Regions from separate parts of the Cricetulus griseus genome. Here region 1 is linked to region 2. Evidence: chromatin contacts called from public Hi-C data. All regions are on one chromosome and are shown on one strand. The core of a region is the stretch at or near the end of the contact, and the rest is flanking DNA. Distances in the headings are between cores, read along the strand shown. Region 1 holds the start of Ccdc74b (coiled-coil domain-containing protein 74B). Region 2 holds the start of Scarf2 (scavenger receptor class F member 2).

Region 1 (3,790 bases), core at 923-3,422, 150 kb before region 2:
AAAGAACAACATATTCACAGCAAAAAGCTCAGATACCAAAGGCCTCCTCTTCATCCCACAGGTGACACTAGCAACAGCAGCATCTCCACAGTGTTTTTAAAGGGCAATCCTTTGTTCTGGTGTATACGGCTGGTTTTTAAGAAAAAACAAAACAAAATTTTTTTTTTAAAGTTTTAGTACTGGACTTTGTATTTCAATGTAATTTCAGAATACATCATGGGACCCATGACCAGAAGTCTGCCCAAAACATAACTGACCAAGGATCCGAATAAAACATTCTTTGGAGACTCACTGTCTGGGCTCAGTCTTTAACACATTTGCCTGCATGGGGTCCCCGGGCACTCAGGAACTATGGAGCAAGCTACTGGACATGGTGGCACCTCTTTACTTCATGTAATCCTTTCTGCCTGGGAGTTGCCGATGAGATTCACTTTAACACTGGGTGTCACAAGAGAGCTGTGACCTTTCCCCTCCCCACGTCTCAGAGCTGGCTCCTGCCCATCTGGAACAAGCATCGCCTCTGGCTTCCAAAAGCTTTTTTTTTTTTTTTTTTTTTTTTTCAAGAATGTTTATTTGAAAAAGTGCTGCTAGTGTGTGCATCACATGCATGCATTACTGGAGGGGACCAGAGAGGTGTTGGAGGTGCTGGGGCCAAACCCCAGTCTTATGCAGTGCCCTTGACCAACTGCTGAGCCATCCCTTCAGCCCCCAGAAGAGTCCTAGCAGCTCCAGGGCAGCATCTTCCCAGTGCAACCCCTCATCGGGGAGGAGATGTTGCCATTTGAGGGTCCAGTGTTCTCAATTCCCCTGGTCAAAGCTTCTGAATGATTACCCTTATCAATAACCCTGACTATCAGGGTCTTGTTTTTTTGGGGGGGAGGGGGGTTGTTGAGACAGTTTCTTTATGTAGCCTTGGCTGTCCTGGAACTCTGTAGACCAGGCTGGTCTCAGAATTCAGAGATCCTGCTTCTGCCTCCTAAGCGCTGGGGTTAAAGGAATGCATCACCACTGCCTAGTCTATCAATATTTATGGAGTGAATCCTTTTAATTTTTTTTTTTACTCTGACAGTTTCATAATATATACGATATATTGGTCATATTTACCATGACTACCCCTCCACCTGCCCCAGAGTTAATTTTTTTTACACTTACTTATGCTGAAAAAGAATGGATTGAATGCATATATGTTCCATGGTGTATGTGTAGAGGTCAGAGTAGAAGTTGAAGGAGTGGAGTGAGCATTCCTATCTTGTGGGTTTGAGGAATTTAACTCTGTCAGGCTTCCCAGCAAGTCCTTGCCTGCTGTCACAGCTTTAGTTGTCAACTTGGTACACCCAGGGAAAGCAAACTTGAACCGGTGGAACCTTTTCTTGACTGTTAACGTAGGCCTAGCCTGCTGTGGGTGGTACCATCTCTAGACAGGTGGGCCTGGGAGGGACCAGCTAGCAGTGTTACTTCATTGGTTTCTGCTTCAGGGTCCTGCCTTGAGTTCCTGTCTTGGCTTTTGCATGATGGACTATAACCATCTCCCTGTTTTGCTTTTCTAAATAGGATCTCACTGTAGCCTATGATGAAACTCGATATGTATCCTAAGGCTAGGATTATAGATATTAGTTTCCATGATCAGTTTGAAATGGTCTTTTTTATTTGTTTTGAAGACTGGATTTCGCTTTGTAGGGCAGGCTGACCTCAAACTCACAAAGATCCACCTGCCTGCCTCCTAAGCTTTGGGATAAAAGGTCCTCCTGTTCTTTAGATGTCTCTCCTGTATGTGTTCAGACAGCTTTTTTTTTTTTCTTTCTGCTTAATATCAACAAGGATTCCCTCTTTTTAAGCTATTGCTATGTGTTTAAGAAGCAAACTTTAAAACAAAGTGAGAGACTAAGACCGACTTTAAAAAAAGCAGTGCTGTGGCACACACCTATAATCACCGTTCCAGACTAGCTTGCATTACAGAGCGAGACCCTGTTCAAAAGTAGGTATAGTGATTGCTGCCCAAGTATGAGGACCTAAATTCGGTAGTACACCCGGGATCTTAGCACAGGGCGGCAGGGAGATGGGAGGATCCTGGGGTTCGCGGGCCTGCCCAGCTAGCAACGAAGAGAGAGCGCAGCTCAAAAGCTAAAGGTGGGGAGTGAGACCCGATGTAGAGCGCTGGTGGCCACAGGCACCCGCAAACAAGCTGTAAAGGTGGGCGGTTCTGACTGGTTCAAGAGTCGAGAGCGTTCCTTCGGGCGGAACGCAGCCGCAGGCCCCGCCCCATGGCGCGCCCCGCCCTCTCCGGCGCGCCCGTTCCCATGGCGACCTGGCGCCAGGCTCCCGCAGCGGGTACTGAGCGCGGCCGCAGCGCCTTCATGAGCGGGGCGGGGGTGGCGGCCGGGGCGCGGCCCCTCAGCTCTGCAACCCCAGGCTCCCGGACTGCGGCCCGCCCACGCCCGCGCCCTCCAGTCGGCCTGCAGCACGCGGGGCCGCCGCCGGCTCCGCTCGGGATCAACGAGGCACAGAAGCGGATCCTGGACCTGGAGAAGAGTCTGCAGTTTCTACAGCAGCAGCACTCGGAGACGCTGGTCAAACTCCACGAGGAGATAGAGCACCTGAAGCGGGAGAACAAGGGTGAGCCCCTGGGTGCTGGCCCGGCATTTACAGCGCTAAGGCCACGGCCATCAACTCTGAACAGTCTTGGAGAAGAACGTGGGCGGCTTCTCTTTAGTAGAGCCCGCCGACAGGCTTGGTCCTCGTGTGGTCCTTTTGTGCCCACCAGCCCAGACAGACGCTGACCCTCTTGTGCACTCTGCCCAGAGCAGGGTATGGCCCACCTCGTTTTTCTAAAACCGTTGCGGAAGTTAAACAGCAAAGCAAGTGCAAGTAAATGGTCACCAACTAATAGCATAAAGATCATAGGCAGGGATTGCTTGGATACTGCCCTACATCCCTTCCACCTCTCAGAACTTCAGGCCTCTGTGTGACATGAACGGGCTCCTCAGTCTGCCTCACACCTTAGCTAGCGCTCCTCAGCTTCTTCCCACCCAGGGCCTGTGCTCTCTTCCTGGAATGCCGAAGATCCTCTCTGGGCACCTTACTACAGTAGGACCCTCTTTTGATGCTTTCCTGAGGTTCTCCCTGTGTCTGAATGTCACACCCCACTAACCCATTGCTAGGGGCTCCTGTCCCTGACTGGCCCAGTGGATAGGCTCCTTGTTGGGGATGACAGGGATCAGCCAGAGGCATTTCTGACCTGAGGTGCCTGAGGTCAAGGCTTGGTGGAAAAAGCTGGTGGGACCCATGGAAAGAGGCCACATTTCTGTTTCGAGTGGCTGTAGATTTTAGGTGTGATAATGAGTATTTACTTGCTTTCAGAACTCCACTACAAGCTAATCATGAATGAGAAGCCTCAGAAAAAAGGTAGGACTCAGCTGCTTGCTGGGAGCTACCACTTAGCACTCGTGCTCATGTGGCAACACCAAGCCCTGCATGCTAACTCAGGGGGGGACCAGTTCTGGGCATTTGGACACATGCCACTTTCCCCAGCCACAGCTGGCTTGCTTGCTCTCAGCACCAAAAGCATGATGAGGTCTGTATAGTAGGAACAGTAGGGAGGCTGCAGACCCTCTCTCTGCTGAGCAGAACTCCTGAAATAGGAGTGGCTGTGGCAGCCTCCATCCCCTGGACCTCATTACTCTGGGAAGTTGATGGCAGCTGTGGTGCCATCACCACAGTGAGGTGATTGTCACTTTGGGGACTCCTTCCTGCCATCTCCACAGCAACCTTAGGGATCTGAGAACCTTCCACT
Region 2 (3,700 bases), core at 457-2,956:
CTCTCTTGCTTTGCCTTTTCTGGACCTGTACAGCTCCAATCCACTCCTCTCTGACCTGGACTGTGGTATTGTGTTTGGCTATCCCTGGTTGAAGCCGGTGATTCAAGGCAGTGATGAAGCTAGAACTTTACTGAGAGTAATAAAGTGTCAACAGAAGGTGCCTGCCCTAAGCCTCCCTCCTGTCTAGGGGTCTCATCGCCAAGCTTATGTAGAGACTTGGGAGGAGGGTAGCTTTAGTCATGGCCAAGTTGGCGCTAGGATGGGCACTTGATTCTGCAGCTCCTTTTACAGGCATGCTGATATCATACTAAGGTCACTGGAGGTTCCTGGTGAAGGAAACTAACAAAACTCTCAGAAGACTTCTTGTTCCCCTTACCTGATAGAGCCTGAAAAGCAGGTTTGGTAGAGACAGATCAAACTACTTAGTAGCCTCTCTATGCCTGCTTGTCCTGAGGTAAGAAGGGTCTCTGGAAAGAGATCCAGGTAGCTGGAAGCCAAGGAATAACACAAAGTCACCATAAGCGAGGGGCTCACGGTCCTCCAAGTAAAGGGTTCCCCAGTGTAACAACTCTGCTCAGGTAGGGGTTTCCCCAGCGAAGTCATTACTTCGCTGTATTCCAGCAAAAGAAAGTCGCACCCAAACCTCTTTCAAGAGATGTATTGGGAGGGAAGAATCCAGGAGGGTGGCTGCCTCTGCCAGGGTGGAAGAAGACAAGAGCAAATGGGACAGGCACAGGGCTTCTTAGAGGCAGAGTTTTCCCAGGGTGAGAATTGGTCAGATTCCGATGCCTAAGCTTGGACGAGCTCAGAGATTGGCTAGATTTCGTGCTCAGGGATTGGTTGGGTTTTGTATTGAGTAGGTCGGGGGCAGTGTGTTTCTTTCATAGGCCTTGGGTTCAGGGCCAGGATGTTTCTTTGGCTGGCCCCTTTACCCTACAGTGTCTTCCATTCGTCAGTCCTGACTCCACTTTCTGGAGTTTTCCCTCTTGGGAGCTAGTAGCCTTCTTGAGTTGAATCCATGTCCTGGGCACCCCAGTTCCTCTTTACCCCTTAACTGGGCTTCCGGGTTTCAGTTTCCACCTCCAATGTCTTCTTCCCTGTCTTTGCCTCCACATCGTATCAGAGACCTAGGCTGGTTCCTTTTGCTCCCACCTCTCTGGTATTTCCCTAGGTCTCCAGTGCATTTCCACGGATCTTTGCCTACATCGTGCTAAGTCGTCTGTTGCATGCTGCAGGAGATGTTGCTCACACAACACAGGACAACTGGGGTTTCTTGGCCAGAACCCGAGGCCAGTGTGTGTCCCAGGGCCTTTGCTGGGCCCCCTCACTCCTGGGCTTGGCGGCTTCAGGGCTGTCTAACGAGGGGGGAGGAAAGGCGCAGACCAAGACTCCTTCGCGGGTTCCCGCAGCTCCTTCCTCCCGCAGCGCTGCGCGGGCCCTCACCAAGTTCGTCCCGGAGTTCGTGCGTGGCCAGGTGGGGGCGGGGGCCGAGCAAAGGGGCGGAGGCGCGGCCGGAGGGTGGGGTCTGGTGCGTGGGGCGGGCGCTGCCGCCTGGCCGGCCGCGCTGGCCCAGGATCAGGGAGCCGATGTGGAATTTCCTGCCCGGCCCGGCGCCCCTCCTGCCGCCCCCCGCCCGGCCTCGCACTCCGCTTCCGGCCGCCCTTGCTGCGGCCGCGCGCCCGCACCCGCGCCTGCCCCGCGCCTCATGGAGGGCGCAGGGTCCCGGGGGGCCGGGCCGGCGCGGGTGCCAGGGAGCCCGAGGGCCGCCGCCGCCGCTGTTGCTGCTCTGGCTGCTGCCCGCTCTCGCGGCGCCCCAGGAGTTGAACCCTCGAGGCCGCAACGTGTGCCGCGCGCCCGGGTAGGAGCTGGGCCTGTCCGAGGCGTGGGGCGCGAAGAGGGCTGGGGGTAGCGGCGCCCCGTTTCGGTCCGGGGTATCCAGAACCTCGCTAAACTTGTCCTGATGTAAGAGGGGTCTCTTCGGGCCTCCCTCGCGACCTGGGCTCGGTTCCAGGCCGAGCCTGGGCCCCCGGGGTGCATCGCAGAGCCCACCGAACCAGAAATCACCTGAGGGGATAACGGAGTGCTATGGGCCCCCAGACGTTGTACTGTGTGCTGCCCAGAACTGTCAGGAAAGACCAGGAAAGAGTTACTCTCAAAGCCAAGGAAGGGCATTCCGAGGGAGGGAAGAGAATATGCACAGGCTCCAGGAGTCAGTGACTTGAGCCTGGAGTGGGGGTGAGAATTGCGAAGGGGCAACCCTCGGGGGCGAGCTGGGCACTGGGGAAGTCTTGAGACTTGGAAGGACGGGGTGGGAGGAGGATGGTGGTAGAAGTGAGCACGGAAAAGCCAGCGCTCACGTTGGATCAGAAACAGGAGTGGTGAGGACAATGATGGACGCGATGGGAGGACGTGGGAACCCCTGTCGGCTCCTGGGGTGGGGGGAGAGACACTGGGTGCGCGGAGGTGGGTGTCTGAGCGGATCTTGCTGGGGAAGCCGGTGTGGGACAGGCCCAGGCAGAAGGCAATGGAGCCCGGAGCCAACGCGGAGGGTGAAGAGCGACGCGGAGTAGGCGCAGAAGCCGGGGGACCTGTCCGCCGGCCCGATCCACGACGCACTCAAGTCATCTTTGCACAGAGGCGAGGAACCCGCGGTGGGGCGCCTCTGCGGGCGCTGGGGAGACTGTTTTGGCACTCCAGGCTGGGGCCCCGGGGGCCGCCCTGGGTCTAAGACACCCCCCACCCCCGCCCGAGGTGCGAAACGTCAGCCAGGGTTTCGGAGGTCCAAAGTAGACAAGGGACTGCTAGCTGACCGCGCGGTTTCCGAAATCGGGTCGAGACGCCGCCGCAGACCACTCCCGGCGGTGAGCCCCGCCTCGGAGGCGGGGGCCCGCCTGGCTAGCCATCTGCTTCGCATCGCAGCCGCCGCCGCCTCGTCCCGGGCCTCCCCGGCCCCAGGAATGCAGCGGCAAGGCAGGCGGGGCGGTGCCTGGGGAGGGCGATCAGCCCGCACCAGGCCTTCTCCTCCTCTGACAGGCTGGCCGAGGGATGGGGCTGGGGTGGTGGGTCAAGCTGGAGTGGGGGAACCCTTGGCCTCCAATATTCCCGCCGGCCGACATCGGCAGGAGGTGGGCTGTCTTCTTAACCCACAGCCGCGATCCATTTGCCTTCATGCCCTGGCAGCAGACTGCCAGGCTGTCTGGATCTGAACAAATACTTGTATTTTCTGCGTCTGTCTCCATCTCTGTAAAATGGGGTTAGATGGGCCTCAGTTCCTGGGTGCTGGAGGTGGGAGTAGGTTGCCGTGACAGTGTGTGGAGCGTTTGTGGGAAGAATGGTCTCTGGACTGTGCCCACCCGAGGTCTGGGCCATCATTGTGATTACAATGAATGAAGCCCAGGAGGGGAGAGGTGTGAGCTCAACCAGTACATCACGCTGTGCTTCGTGCTGGGCCTTTTAGTGCAAGGACTCCGCTGCAGAGACCCCTGCCCTGGCCAGCAAGTGGTTATCGAGTTGGGGGGTGGGTGCTGTTTCTGTTAGCATGATCAGGGGAGACCTGCCATGATGAGCACAGGCCTACAGGAGAGAAGGGGGGCAGCTCTGAGGGCATTTGGGGCACAGCTCACCCAACACCCCTCCCCCTTCTAGAAGGTTCCTTGGAAGCCCTGCACATGCTGGGGGAAAGGGGGTATGGGAGCCAAGC

Evidence for each region. Hi-C and Micro-C count contacts between places; a contact is called where the count stands out from the background.
Region 1: a Hi-C map of fibroblasts shows a contact between it and region 2, with 2.2 times the contacts expected there. The contact joins the promoter of Ccdc74b here to the promoter of Scarf2 in region 2. A contact is called at or near these places in 2 of 8 Hi-C or Micro-C datasets (the CHL-YN cell line and fibroblasts).

Annotation. Positions count from the first base shown.
Region 1 is chr4:71,687,031-71,690,820 of CriGri-PICRH-1.0, reverse strand. Ccdc74b (coiled-coil domain-containing protein 74B) reads left to right here and starts at 2,172. Exons shown (of 8, transcript XM_027413176.2): 1 at 2,172-2,613; 2 at 3,358-3,402. The coding sequence starts at 2,262. Smpd4 (sphingomyelin phosphodiesterase 4) reads left to right here. Exons shown (of 20, transcript XM_027413165.2): 20 at 1-291.
Region 2 is chr4:71,537,616-71,541,315 of CriGri-PICRH-1.0, reverse strand. It overlaps Scarf2 (scavenger receptor class F member 2), which reads left to right and starts at 1,706. Exons shown (of 14, transcript XM_035444739.1): 1 at 1,706-1,744; 2 at 1,746-1,858. The coding sequence starts at 1,706.